Linked DNA regions of Macaca mulatta: region 1 is linked to region 2. Evidence: chromatin contacts called from public Hi-C data. All regions are on one chromosome and are shown on one strand. The core of a region is the stretch at or near the end of the contact, and the rest is flanking DNA. Distances in the headings are between cores, read along the strand shown.

The links. Hi-C and Micro-C count contacts between places; a contact is called where the count stands out from the background.
Region 1: a Hi-C map of liver shows a contact between it and region 2, with 4 times the contacts expected there. The contact joins the promoter of RUNDC3B here to the promoter of DBF4 in region 2. A contact is called at or near these places in 3 of 14 Hi-C or Micro-C datasets (fetal cortex germinal zone, fetal cortical plate and liver).

Annotation. Positions count from the first base shown.
Region 1 is chr3:131,748,823-131,754,609 of T2T-MMU8v2.0, forward strand. RUNDC3B (RUN domain containing 3B) reads right to left here and starts at 2,004. Exons shown (of 14, transcript XM_077997091.1): 1 at 1,477-2,004. LOC114677268 (small nucleolar RNA U13) reads right to left here and starts at 5,132; the gene lies at 5,031-5,132. It also overlaps a transcript of ABCB1 not described here.
Region 2 is chr3:131,508,963-131,514,857 of T2T-MMU8v2.0, forward strand. DBF4 (DBF4 zinc finger) reads right to left here and starts at 4,525. Exons shown (of 12, transcript XM_015134147.3): 1 at 4,240-4,525; 2 at 2,795-2,970. The coding sequence starts at 4,285. It overlaps SLC25A40 (solute carrier family 25 member 40), which reads left to right and starts at 4,655. Exons shown (of 15, transcript XR_013415472.1): 1 at 4,655-4,922; 2 at 5,539-5,576.

The DNA of each region.
Region 1 (5,787 bases), core at 754-3,253, 240 kb after region 2:
TGACCATTTACAACTCAAAGTGCTGTAATAATTACATACACATATACAATCACAGTCAATGAAGAAGGTCTTCTTGCTAGATAAACATTTGTAATAATCCAAGCATTTTTTAAAAAGTCACTGTGAGTTAACTGCATTTAAGTCCTAGAATTATAATCTGTATTCCACTTAAGATGCTAGACACATGTTCACACAAGAAAAATAACGGAAAAATACAGAGAAATTGCAAAGGAAGAAAAAGTTTCATTATCATCTGATTCTTAAGAGGAATATCTCTAGGTGATGATTAGGAGTTTGATGGAAAAAAGTAATTTTAAAACAATGGTTCAGAGAAGTTCCTAAGAAATTGATGCTTAGGGTTTCAATTTTTCTTAATACTCAGATATAAGACTTAAAGGAAATATATCAGCATGTTAAAAACCAGTTTTCTCTGAATACTAGGCTTATTATAAACAGTAGTTATTTATTTATTTATTTATTTATTTATTTATTTATTTTTGATGGAGTCTCCCACTGTGGCCCCAGCTGGAGTGCAATGACGTGATCTCAGCTCACTACAACCGCCTCCCAGGTTCAAGCGATTCTCCTGCCTCATCCTCCGGAGTAGCTGGGATTACAGGCACCCCCCACCCCCGCACCACGCCCGGCTAATTTTTTGTATTCTTAGTAGAGACGAGGTTTCACTATGTTGGCCAGACTGGTCTCGAACTCTTGACCTCGTGATCCGCCCGCCTCAGCCTCCCAAAGTCCTGGGATTACAGGCGTAAGCCACCGCGCCCGGCCCAATATAATTATTCTTCTACTGTTTCTATATTTTTCTGAAGTAAGGAAATACTACATTTACCGTTATAAAACATTAAGGAAAGGCAGGCCTTAGAATAAATAATTGACATAAAGACCACAGTCCCACTCTTAATAACAACTGCAGAGCCAGCACTAGCACTGTAGCTGAAAAGTGGATAGTACACACACGCTCACACACACAATGGCTGGCATGTAGTAGGCACTCAACTAACGTGTGAAATGAAATGGGTGAAGATAACGTAAACAAGCCAAAACAACGAAATGCACTCTGATTTGGGGGCACCACAGTAAACAATCACAGTTACTACCACTTTATCAAAAACTGGCTGACAGCTGAATGGGCATTAAATGAAAGAGTTCTTCCTCCCTGCCCTCCTCTTTCACTCTGACACTAGATTGCACATTCAAAACAAATCCTCCCCCAGCCCCGCCCCAAGCTCTACCCTCCGATACCTCCAGCACTGGAACTGACACAAAGTCCAGGGCTGCGGCGGTGTCCAGACCCGGGCCCCTGTCCAAGGAGCTGCGCGCTCACACACTCGGCTGGCGCAACATAGGCAGGGGCACTGGGCGGCAGCCCATCATGCCCGGGACCCCCCAGGGACCCGCGCGCAAGCCCAGAGGTCTCAGCCCCGGCCGGAGGCTGGTTCCCCTCGCCCTGCGCTGCCGTACCTGCACACGGTGATGAGGTTCCTCCTCTCCACCGCAGCATTGCGGGAGCTCAGGCTTTTCTTGCCGCCTCCACCGCCACCGCCTCGGATCCCGCTCAGGCCCCCCAGGCTCCGGGAGGCCATGGCGGGCTTACCCCCGTGCCCCTTTTGTCTCGTGCCGCCCCGCACGCCCCCCCACACCTGCTTAAGGGTGTTCTCGCTCGGTCCGCGACCGTGGGGGCGCGGGAAGATTGTAGGAAAGGAGCCTGGAGGAAGGAAGGGTGTGGAAGACAGCAGAGACTCGCACCCGGGGACTGACGGCTAGCCCTTGGCACCCGAGCTCCACACACACGCACCACCTCCGCCCTCGGCGCGCCGCCGACTGCCGGGCTGCGCGTGCGGGTCGGCGTCGGGCGCTCTCCTCCTTCCCGAGGGACCTCAGCAGACGGCGCGCGCGCGAGCCCGTCGGCCCCTCACGCCCAACCACCCACACTCCGCAGCCGCTAGTGCCCCAGCCCAAGCGGCAGCAACTAGGGCCCCGGCCTCGCGTGCGCAGCCCCACCCTCTCTGCGCCTATCAAATCAACGCTACCCCCGCCGGATCCAATCGCGGCACCGGAGGGGCGGGGCCGGCCGCGCGAACTTTTAAAGCAGCGGGCTCAAGCCCCGCCCCGACGCGTGGGCCGCTGTCAAGACGCCGGGCTCGCTATTGCAGCCCGCTAGCTGCCGCCAGTAGCCACGCAGGCTAGCAGCGGGGATTGTGGGATGCGGGGCCCCACAGTGCTGGGGGCAAATTGCCACCCCTTGCCTGGAGCCAAGCTTTAACGGCTGATACCTATTTCCATGGCTGCCGTAGCTTCAGTGTCTGCCTAGAAAGCAGCGCGCCGGCTCCCACACCCGACCCTGGGCCTGACTACTAAGAAGGGAGGAGGGTTCCTTTTGTCCTGACGCCCTCCCAGGAGCTAATAAACAGCAACACAATGGCCTGAGAAGAGTGGGGGGAACTGCTCTTAGAATCTCCTTCTTGGCGCATGTGGTGGCGAGATTCCTTGACCCTCCACACCATGTCGCTTTCACCTCAGCCTCCAGCGCAGCCCGCACCCGGGACTGACCGCCCGCCCAAGGAGGAGCGCGGTGCCAGTGTAGAGTCTTCTGGCGTCCTGGGCCGTGACTCCGGTCCGGGACTGGGAATAGTAAGCCCAGGAACGACGCGGCCTCGGTCCAGACGGGCTGCTCCCTCAAGAGTCCTGGAGCGCCCTCCTCAACGCGCGTGTTCGGAAGCGCCCCCTTCCCAGAGCTTCTCACTACCCTCCTGGGGGAGGGTCCCGGCTTGGGCCAGGTCCTCTGACTCACCTAAGCCTGCTGTTTACCTCCCTTTGCACCAATATGCCCAGATTTTAGAGTGCAATCCTAAATGACTTACTCTCCCTGTGGGACCTAGCACGGTGCTGCACACAGAACAGGTTCTCAATAAATGTTTCTCAAATTTAATTTGAAGTCACATTTGACATGATTTTTACTGAAATTTCACGGCTTCAGTGGCTCCAAAATCCATGTATCTTCCACCTCTGGTTTTGAAGTTTCTGTCAAAGAATGTTATAGAGTATACAGTTTTGTGTGGCTCTCTCTTTTTCTTATATAGCATCCCTACTAATACAGGACATACTGTTACTCTTGAATGTTTTAACAACACACGTTTGTGTAATAAAGCTGTAAATTCCTAATTTCTGAGGTTTTTACAGTTTAAAAATCTCTGTTTAAAATAATCAAAGAATCATCCTTTTCAGCTACCATATCTAATTTTATTCTACTATTCTGTTTAGTAGAATAAAAATATATGGGCCAGGCGCGGTGGCTCACGCCTATAATCCCAGCACTTTGGGAGACCGAGGTGGGCGGATCACGAGGTCACGAGTTCAAGACCAGCCTGACCAACATAGTGAAACCCCCATCTCTACTAAAATTAGCCGGGTGTGGTGGCACACGCCTGTAGTCCCAGCTACTCGGGAGGCTGAGGCAGGAGAATCGTTTGAACACGGGAGGCAGAGGTTGCAGTGAGCCGAGACTGTACCAGTGCACTCCAGCCTGGGCGACAGAGTGAGACTCCATCTCTCTCTCTCTCTCTCTCTCTCTCTCTCTCTATATATATATATATATATATATATATATATATACACACACACACACACACATTCCTCTCTCTCACTATATGTATATATAATATCGGTCTTAACTAATGTGCTACCATAAATATTCGTTCATACATTAAAATTTTAAGAAAACAATTTAGTCAGACTTTACACTTTATCTTTCAAGTTAATAAAAGCAGGGGAGTTTTCTGTATATGGATGTTTGTGACTAGTCAGCGCACTTCTTCCAGAACATTACTTATGTACTCTCCTGTGACAGGAAGGCTTATAAAGAGTTTTCTTCTAGGAGCTACAACTTAGCTTGTCTCTTCTTGATAGTCCAACAGTTTGGGTTCAGAATTAGCCATCAGGAAACAGATGCACTGGTTATGCAGGCAGTCTCAGCAAAATATTTGCACTGGCAATGACAAATACTACTCAAATTAATGTTGTTATTATTTAACCACAGATAAAACTGCAGAAGGAAAAGAGTGGAAAGCCATTAGTTATCAAGAAAATTTCTAAAACCCCATGCTTGGGTGTGTCGTGAGTGGGGGAGAGAACACACATGCCTCTGAAGCATTTATCAAGAAGATAAAAGTGAGTGATCATGACAGAATGAGAAAAGTGAGATGTTAGTATCCTCAAAATTGACTTCTAGCCTCCAGTACATTTTCATATTTGCACTGTGAACTATGACTGAAAACTTAGTAAAACCCCATCTTAAATGATGAGGTAATAATGTTATTTTTCAAATGTCACTCTTAGCGGGATTTAGTTGACATATTGGTACTTGCTTACCAAGACTGCCGTAAACAAGCTGTGTTTTTGTTTTGCTTTGTTTTGTATGTATGGCGTGTCATTACACTGCCACACGGGGGCCTTATTTGATAAGGCTTTTCTCACTTATCCTAAGCAGTATGTCCCGGGTCTCTTTCTCCCTCTAGATTACTAATCTGGATATTGTCAATCAATTTATTCAGTACACAGCATAATATTATTATAGAGCTCCATGAGTTCCACATCACTTTTTGGACTTCTTTTGGAACCTATTTCAATTATTTTTATTTATTTAAGCATTGCACAAAGGTTATTCAAAGATTTCACAAAGATTCACGGTAAAAATTTTGAAAACAGTAGATACGTAAATAAACTTACAGGAATTCCGTAGAACTGAATGGGCAGAACATATCCATTCACCATTTTCCCAACTTCCTTCTTCTAATCGAAACAGACAAAATTACAAGTGCAACATATAAAATGTCCTCAAATATAAAATACTATAAAATGTAAATATAAAGTGCTATAAACCAGAAAGATCACCAAACCATAGTTTATTCTAGTCTCAGAGAAGTGGACTTTTTAAATATGCCATAAACCCAGTATCTGTACAGAAGAAACTAGAAACAGTGAAGATGTAATTTTTAAAAATTTTTATTTTACTTTGACGTCAGATGGGTAATATGCTGACGTCATAACAAGGATTGAGTGAGGCACATCTCACATGTGTGTGAAAGCTCAGTCATCACGCTTATGAACCACAAATGGATAGATACAAATTTTTTCAAATCCACAAATCAAGCATCATCATAAGCGAAATCAAAAGCAAATGAGATCGAGAAAACATTTTTAAAACTCAAATCATAGACAAAGAGCTAATTTCCTCTATAAAGTACTCCTGCAGATCAATAAGCACTGTTTCAGTGGCACAATGAAGGTGAAAGCCAAATTCCAGTGAGTAAAAAAGTCAGTGGGAAGTGAGTATCACGCAATCTTAAAAAGTTGTGAAGGGGGAGAAAAAAAGAGTGGTGGTATGGGGGAATATTGAACAGAAGGATGTTGGTGTTTTATTGCTATTGTGTCATTATTTTTCACAGAAGTGACTTGAGCATATTTTAAAGCTGATGCAGTGAATCTACTGGGAGGGAAAGGTTAGTAATACAAGAGAGAGAAAAAAACGATCAGAAGCGAGCGTGAAGAAAATGGATGAAAATTACTTTAAAAAAAAGTCCATTTGAGAGTAAGTCAAGAGAAGCCGAACACTCAGGCGAGATAGGAGTTTCTGCTGAGAAGAGGAAGCGGAAAGACCACTCCAAAGAATTGGAGAATGCAAGGAAGTATTGGTCATAGAGCAAAAGTTCCAGAGCGCATCATGGAAGGGAGTGCAGATAGGGTCATGGGCAAGGAAGCACAAGGCATGCTCAT
Region 2 (5,895 bases), core at 3,275-5,774:
CTCTGTAGATAAATGGGGTATTAAGATGTTTTCACCGAGATTGTAGAAACCAAGGTATGTGACGTGGTGAATTAAAAAGGCACCTAAAGTAATGATGTGAAGATAAATTAGCTCATGTAAGAGATCTTTATGAGAAAATCTTTTTTAGTGACAGAAATAGTAAATGTGCTGAAGAAAGAAACCAGGACCCGAGAATTAAATATCATTAATTATAGAAAAGATAGTATGGGAAGATCAGAATTCAATAAATAAAACTTTTTTTTTTTAGAAGAAAGTTAATAAATCAAATTCAGTTGAAAATCCATAGCTTTGGATTTTTGGGAAATCCAAAGGAAAATTTGGAAACTCACACCCTTAATATGCTCCTAACTTCACTGGTCTACTTCAATCATTTCAGGGTAAGACTAAGTATGTAAAACCAAAAGCTCCCTCAACTATTATGTATGGCAGAAGTAATTCAAAATTTATTTCTTGCAATTACCTCAGGAACTGCTGTGGAGATAGAAGAAAGGTGACAGGGCAAGTGGTTCTTGCTTTAGCCTCAATACTGTTGTTTTAGCCTAAGGAGTTCCCTTTTTATAGGCTTTACATGTTAGACTTCTGAATATTATTTTGTTCAAAGGGTTCTACTGATAAAAACGCAAATCTAAATATCACTGATCTAGACCATTAGACCTAGAGTTAATGGGTTGTTCATCGTATTTGAGAAAGCTGTCATCAAATCACATCGGATAGCTACTTTAAGCTACTTTTTTTTTTTGGAGGGTCTCACTCTGTCACCCAGGCTGGGGTGCAGTGGCACAATCTTGGCTCACGGCAACCTCCACCTCCCAGGTTCAAGCGATTCTCATGCCTTGGCCTCCCAAGTAGCTGGGACTACAAGTATGCGCCACCATTCTTGGCTAATTTTTGTATTTTTTAGTAGACATGGAGTTTTGCCATGTTGCAAAGGCTGGTCTTGAACTCCTGGCCTCAAGCGATCTACCTGCCTCGGCCTCCCAAAGTGCTAGGATTACAGGTGTGAATTAACAGCCAGATAGCCATTTGTAGCCACTGATTGCTAGAGGAACAGAATGGTGCAGGAACTATGTTGCTGTTGGAATTAAGAAGCTAATACTGCTCTAACTGGGCCATTTACTTTCTCTGGACCTCAAGTACTTTGCTTCTAAGATGAAGGGGTCTTTTTTTACTCAATGTCTAAGGTCCTTAACACATTAAGATATGCTTAATAGACACACAGTCAATAGGGTGGCTGGCCTAGTAAACATGACCTTTAATGCTGTCGTATGATCATTACGATAAATATTACTATTACAAGCATGTCACAGTGTTTTAGTTTAACAAAATGAATAGTAAAAAAGTAGAGTAACTTTTCAGAGATAGGTAAATAAAATATCATATTAACAAACAGTTCCAGGAAACTTGTTAGCACATGTTCTTCTGGTAAGTTTCTAGTTTGGGAATTGGCAGGGCCTGGAGGGCTCATGCCTGTAAATCCCAGCACTTCAGAAGGCTGAGGTGGGCAAATCACCTGAGGTCAGAAGTTTGAGACTAGCCTGGGCAACATGGTGAAACCCTAACTCCACTAAAAATACAAAAATTACCCAGGAGTGGTGGCACTGCCTGTAATTGTAGCTACTCAGGAGGTGGAGGCTGAGGCATAAGAATCACTTGAAGCTGGGAGGCGGAGGTTGCAGTGAGCCGAGATCGCACCACTGCACTCCAACCCAGGCCATATAGAACGAGACTCCGTCTCAAAATAAAAATAAAATGAAAAGTTACCAGTCTGGGAATGAAAGGATCAGTTTAGACACTCAAAGACACAGACCTTCAGAAAGTCAAAGTCCAGTATGACCCTTTAAGACAGAAAAAACCTTTATCACCTCATTTGCTAAAATTCATCCAATATTAACCTTAATCCTATTAAGATCCTAGAATTTTGCCTGAGTTTTCTTTTTTTTTTTTTTTTGAGACAGAGTCTCGCTCTGTTGCCCCGGCTGGAGTGCAGTGGGGCGATCTTAGCTCACTGCAAGCTCCGCCTCCTGGGTTCACACCATTCTCCTGCCTCAGCCTCCGAAGTAGCTGGGACTATACGCGCCTGCTACCGCGCCCAGCTAATTTTTTTTTTTTGTATTTTTAGTAGAGATGGAGTTTCACCGTGTTAGCCAGGATGGTCTCGACCTCCTGACCTTGTGATCCGCCCGCCTCAGCCTCCCAAAGTGCTGGGATTACAGGCGTGAGCTACTGTGCCCGGCCTTTGCCTGAGATTTCTAATTTCCCAATCATCTAATCAGTGTACAAGGTAGGAAAGTATCTCCAGATTCTTAATGCAAATTTTTATTCCTTTAATAACATTCATTCTGTTGAAACAGCATCTGTATCGCTCAGGAACAATTTTAACTGTGTGGTTTGCATGGGTGTTCTGTAATAACATTCTTAATTGTTACACTAGTCCATACAAACTTACGTAGCTCCCCAAGATTCATAATCAAGAAACTGCTGTCATCTGGAGGACATTCCAACATTACAGTAAGCAGTTCCATTAGGACAGGGGAGTCTTATACGCTGGGAACTTTATACTAGACTGCTAATCGGAGAAACCTGAAAGTTTTGCCAGTCCACAAAAGGTTAAAACAAATGGTTTTTCATTAACGATAAACAGCTGATAATAATGTTAATCTTGGTGCTAACAGAAGGGTTTAACTTTTCTAAAATGAAAAATTTAAATGATTACATAGTAGAAAGTAGTAGTTACAAATTTTTCCTTCTATGCCAGTTTAGGGTTTTCACTTACCCCTCCCAGATCCTTAATGTCCTTTTGCAGTTTTTCAGATATGGTGACAGAAGGTAAGTCAAGGTAAAATACTTTTCCCAAAAGTGGCTTGTATTTGGATTTTTCTGGCCTGTTATCAGTTTTCAGAGATTTCAAAGATGGTCTGTTTTTTTCATTTTTGACTTGGATTCCACCTGCTATTAAAGATATTTAGAATCAGATGTTTTACACAGACACTTGTACTATTTTTAAAACATTTCATTATACAATATTACAAAATAAAAATCCTTACAATCCTACCAGTTTATTAGCACTGAAATGTATTTCTTTGTAGCACTACTTAGGACAGAGGCAAAATGCTCTATATATTTTCACAGACCGCATATTGTAAAATAATAGTTGACTCAGCAAGAAATATTCTTGTATTTATTCCTGAGGCACGGGACTATATAAAACTCTTTTGAAAGATTTTCTTCTTTAGGATGTAAACTCCATGGGGGTATTTAATACTCAACTACTTATTGAGCATCTGCCATTCTGCTGAACATTCAAAACTGGTGTTTAAACTTCATTTAGCGATGAAAGAATCCTGTTACCCAGAATAACCTAGTCAAGGGTTTCAGACTGCTCAAGTTTTAGTTTCATATAAAGTTTGTCTGCATGTTAACAACTAAATGGTCCATTTCACATACAATTTGTCTTTGTATTAGGAATTTAACGGTCCATTACGAAGAACTAAACCTTTCATTTCATTATTTTCATTAAAAACAGATCTGAGATCCGAGCAACTGCTTTAAAAATTAATTTTTCAAACGCAACCTGTTCTTAAATTGGTAATTACTACACATATACAAATACCTGTACAAAAACTTAGGTGGTGGAATGTTTCACCAAATAAAGTGATTGAAAATGGAAATGTGCTTTTGTTTCCCTGTTTGTAATGTTGAAACCAGCAATGGGATGTTTGAAATACAAATGCTTTCCCCCAACTTATGAGGAAGGGAAAATAAACTTTCAAGGGTTAAGACCAAAAATCCACCCACAATCACTCAATCTAATACTGAAGCGAAAAGCGACGAGCGTGTCTGACTTTAAACTGAGGATGCTGTCCGTCGCCTCCAAGGGCCCGGGCGGAGGCGCAGCATCTGCGGAAGCCGGGCAGAAGAGAGCACGGCAGCCCCAGCGAGGTCCCGGATCTGCACATTGTTTGCTAGTTTTCAACCGAAGGCACGACCGGGAATGAATCTGGGTCCGCCGCTGTAAAGGGCAGAGCGCTCGAGGGGCCGGGCCGGAATCCGTTCCTTCTTAGACAAAACACTGAAGGAGCCCCTTCCTTCAGACCCCAGAGGAGGGCGGTCAGAAAAAAAAAGCTGAGGAACCGGCGGGAGAAGTCTGAAGAATCAATGGTGGAACCACGAGGGGAGGAAAGGATTAAAGGGACTGCAGGCGGAGGAGGGGCTTCTTACCCTGGAAATGCCCTTTACTGTGGATCCTCATGGCTCCGGAGTTCATGGCAGTCGCCCGGTACCTACATGCTGGGTCCGGAGAAAGTGTCGCGCTGGGCGGCCACGAAAGCACGGCTTCCCCAGGCCTGTTGACAGGACGGCCGCCTCTCTCCTTCCGCCGGCTACGGCCTCCACGCAGCAGAGGTACCGCGTCTGCGGGTCGAGTTTCCGGGGCCGGATCCGGCTCCAAAGCGCGGAGGAGGAAGGCGCAAAGCACAAACGAGTGGGTTGCGGCGGTTGAAGATTTGAAAACGCGTCACGCGGCCGCGGCGCCGATACGCGCGCCCCGCCCCGTCTCACGCCGCGCGCCGTGCCCCGCCTCGCGCTCGCCCCTCGTGCCCGCCTTCTCGCGCCGCGCGCCCCGCCCCCTCACGCCGCTGTCCTTGTGGCGCCTCGCTCGGTCTCCGCAGGATATGTGTTCCCCTCTGCCCCGCTCCCATTCCGATGCCCTCTCAGCCTCTGACCCCGGCTCTCAGTCCGCCGCTTCAGGTCTTGGCGCAGCCACAGAGAGTTGGCGCGGCTCTGTGTTGACCAAACCTAGTGGATGCAGTTAGCGCTGGAGCCCTGCCCCGCCCATCACCAGGGTTATTTCCGCCTTCTAGGTTTGCCAGGACCGCCGGCCTTCCAGCTGCTTTCTCCCCCAGGTATGCTAATTTTCCACTGGTCGGACGTCTGGGAGGCTGAAGGCGAGGGGCTTCGGCCGATCCCGGACTCAGCTCTGGCCGGGGCCGGAGCCGGGCGGTGGCGGCAGCCGCAGCCCCTGCTCAGCGCGCCCTGGGTCGCACAGCCAGCGGGGTTTTCCCGCGGTCACTGCCGACCCCGCCGGCTGAGGACAGGCCGCAGAGCGACTTGCGGGAGAGAGAGCGGTCCCGGGGGACGTCGGAGGGAGGAGGCGGCCCCCGGTCGTGACGGCAGCGACACCCCAGAACGCGTCCAGGTCACTTTGTGTCCTTGGGTAGTTGGCTATTTGCGCTGCCCTGTTGACTTTTATTGTATACAGAACTGTTTTTGTTTACTTGTGTGTAACTTTATTTCAATAATGAAGGAGTGGAAAGTAACATCACATTTTTTTTTCTGTAAAACAGATTAAAGATCAAATTAAAATGTTGTGAATATATTTTAATTTTATAAGTTGGAACATGCCTCGCCAAAAAAAAATCTGTTTCTTCGGGAGGAAGAGGATGTTTTGAACTATTTTGCGTTCCTCTACTCCAGGCCATAATAGGCACTCCTGTAATGGTTGTTTTTTTTACCTGGTAGCTCAAGGAAGTCAGAGTGTCAGCGTTACAGTTTTGCAGGTAGGTACCTCAAAGAATAGACAAGGGTGGGTTGTGCCAATATTAGCTGGAGAACTCAGAGAACACGTTTGCTAAGGGAAATGAGAGTTTGGTTTTAGACAGGTTTATGTTGAAGGCCCTGGGGCGACAATCATGGAACTATGCTTATTAGACAGTTGAAGATGTTTATGACTCGAGAGAAATGTCTAGGAAAAGTGGACATGGGAAGAGGAAATAGAGTGATTTGATATCTCTCCAATAAAATATTTCTACCTCACGGTCTGTTGATTTTAATCATGGGGCAGTTCATTAAAGGTTAACAGATCTTGAGTGGTGGAAG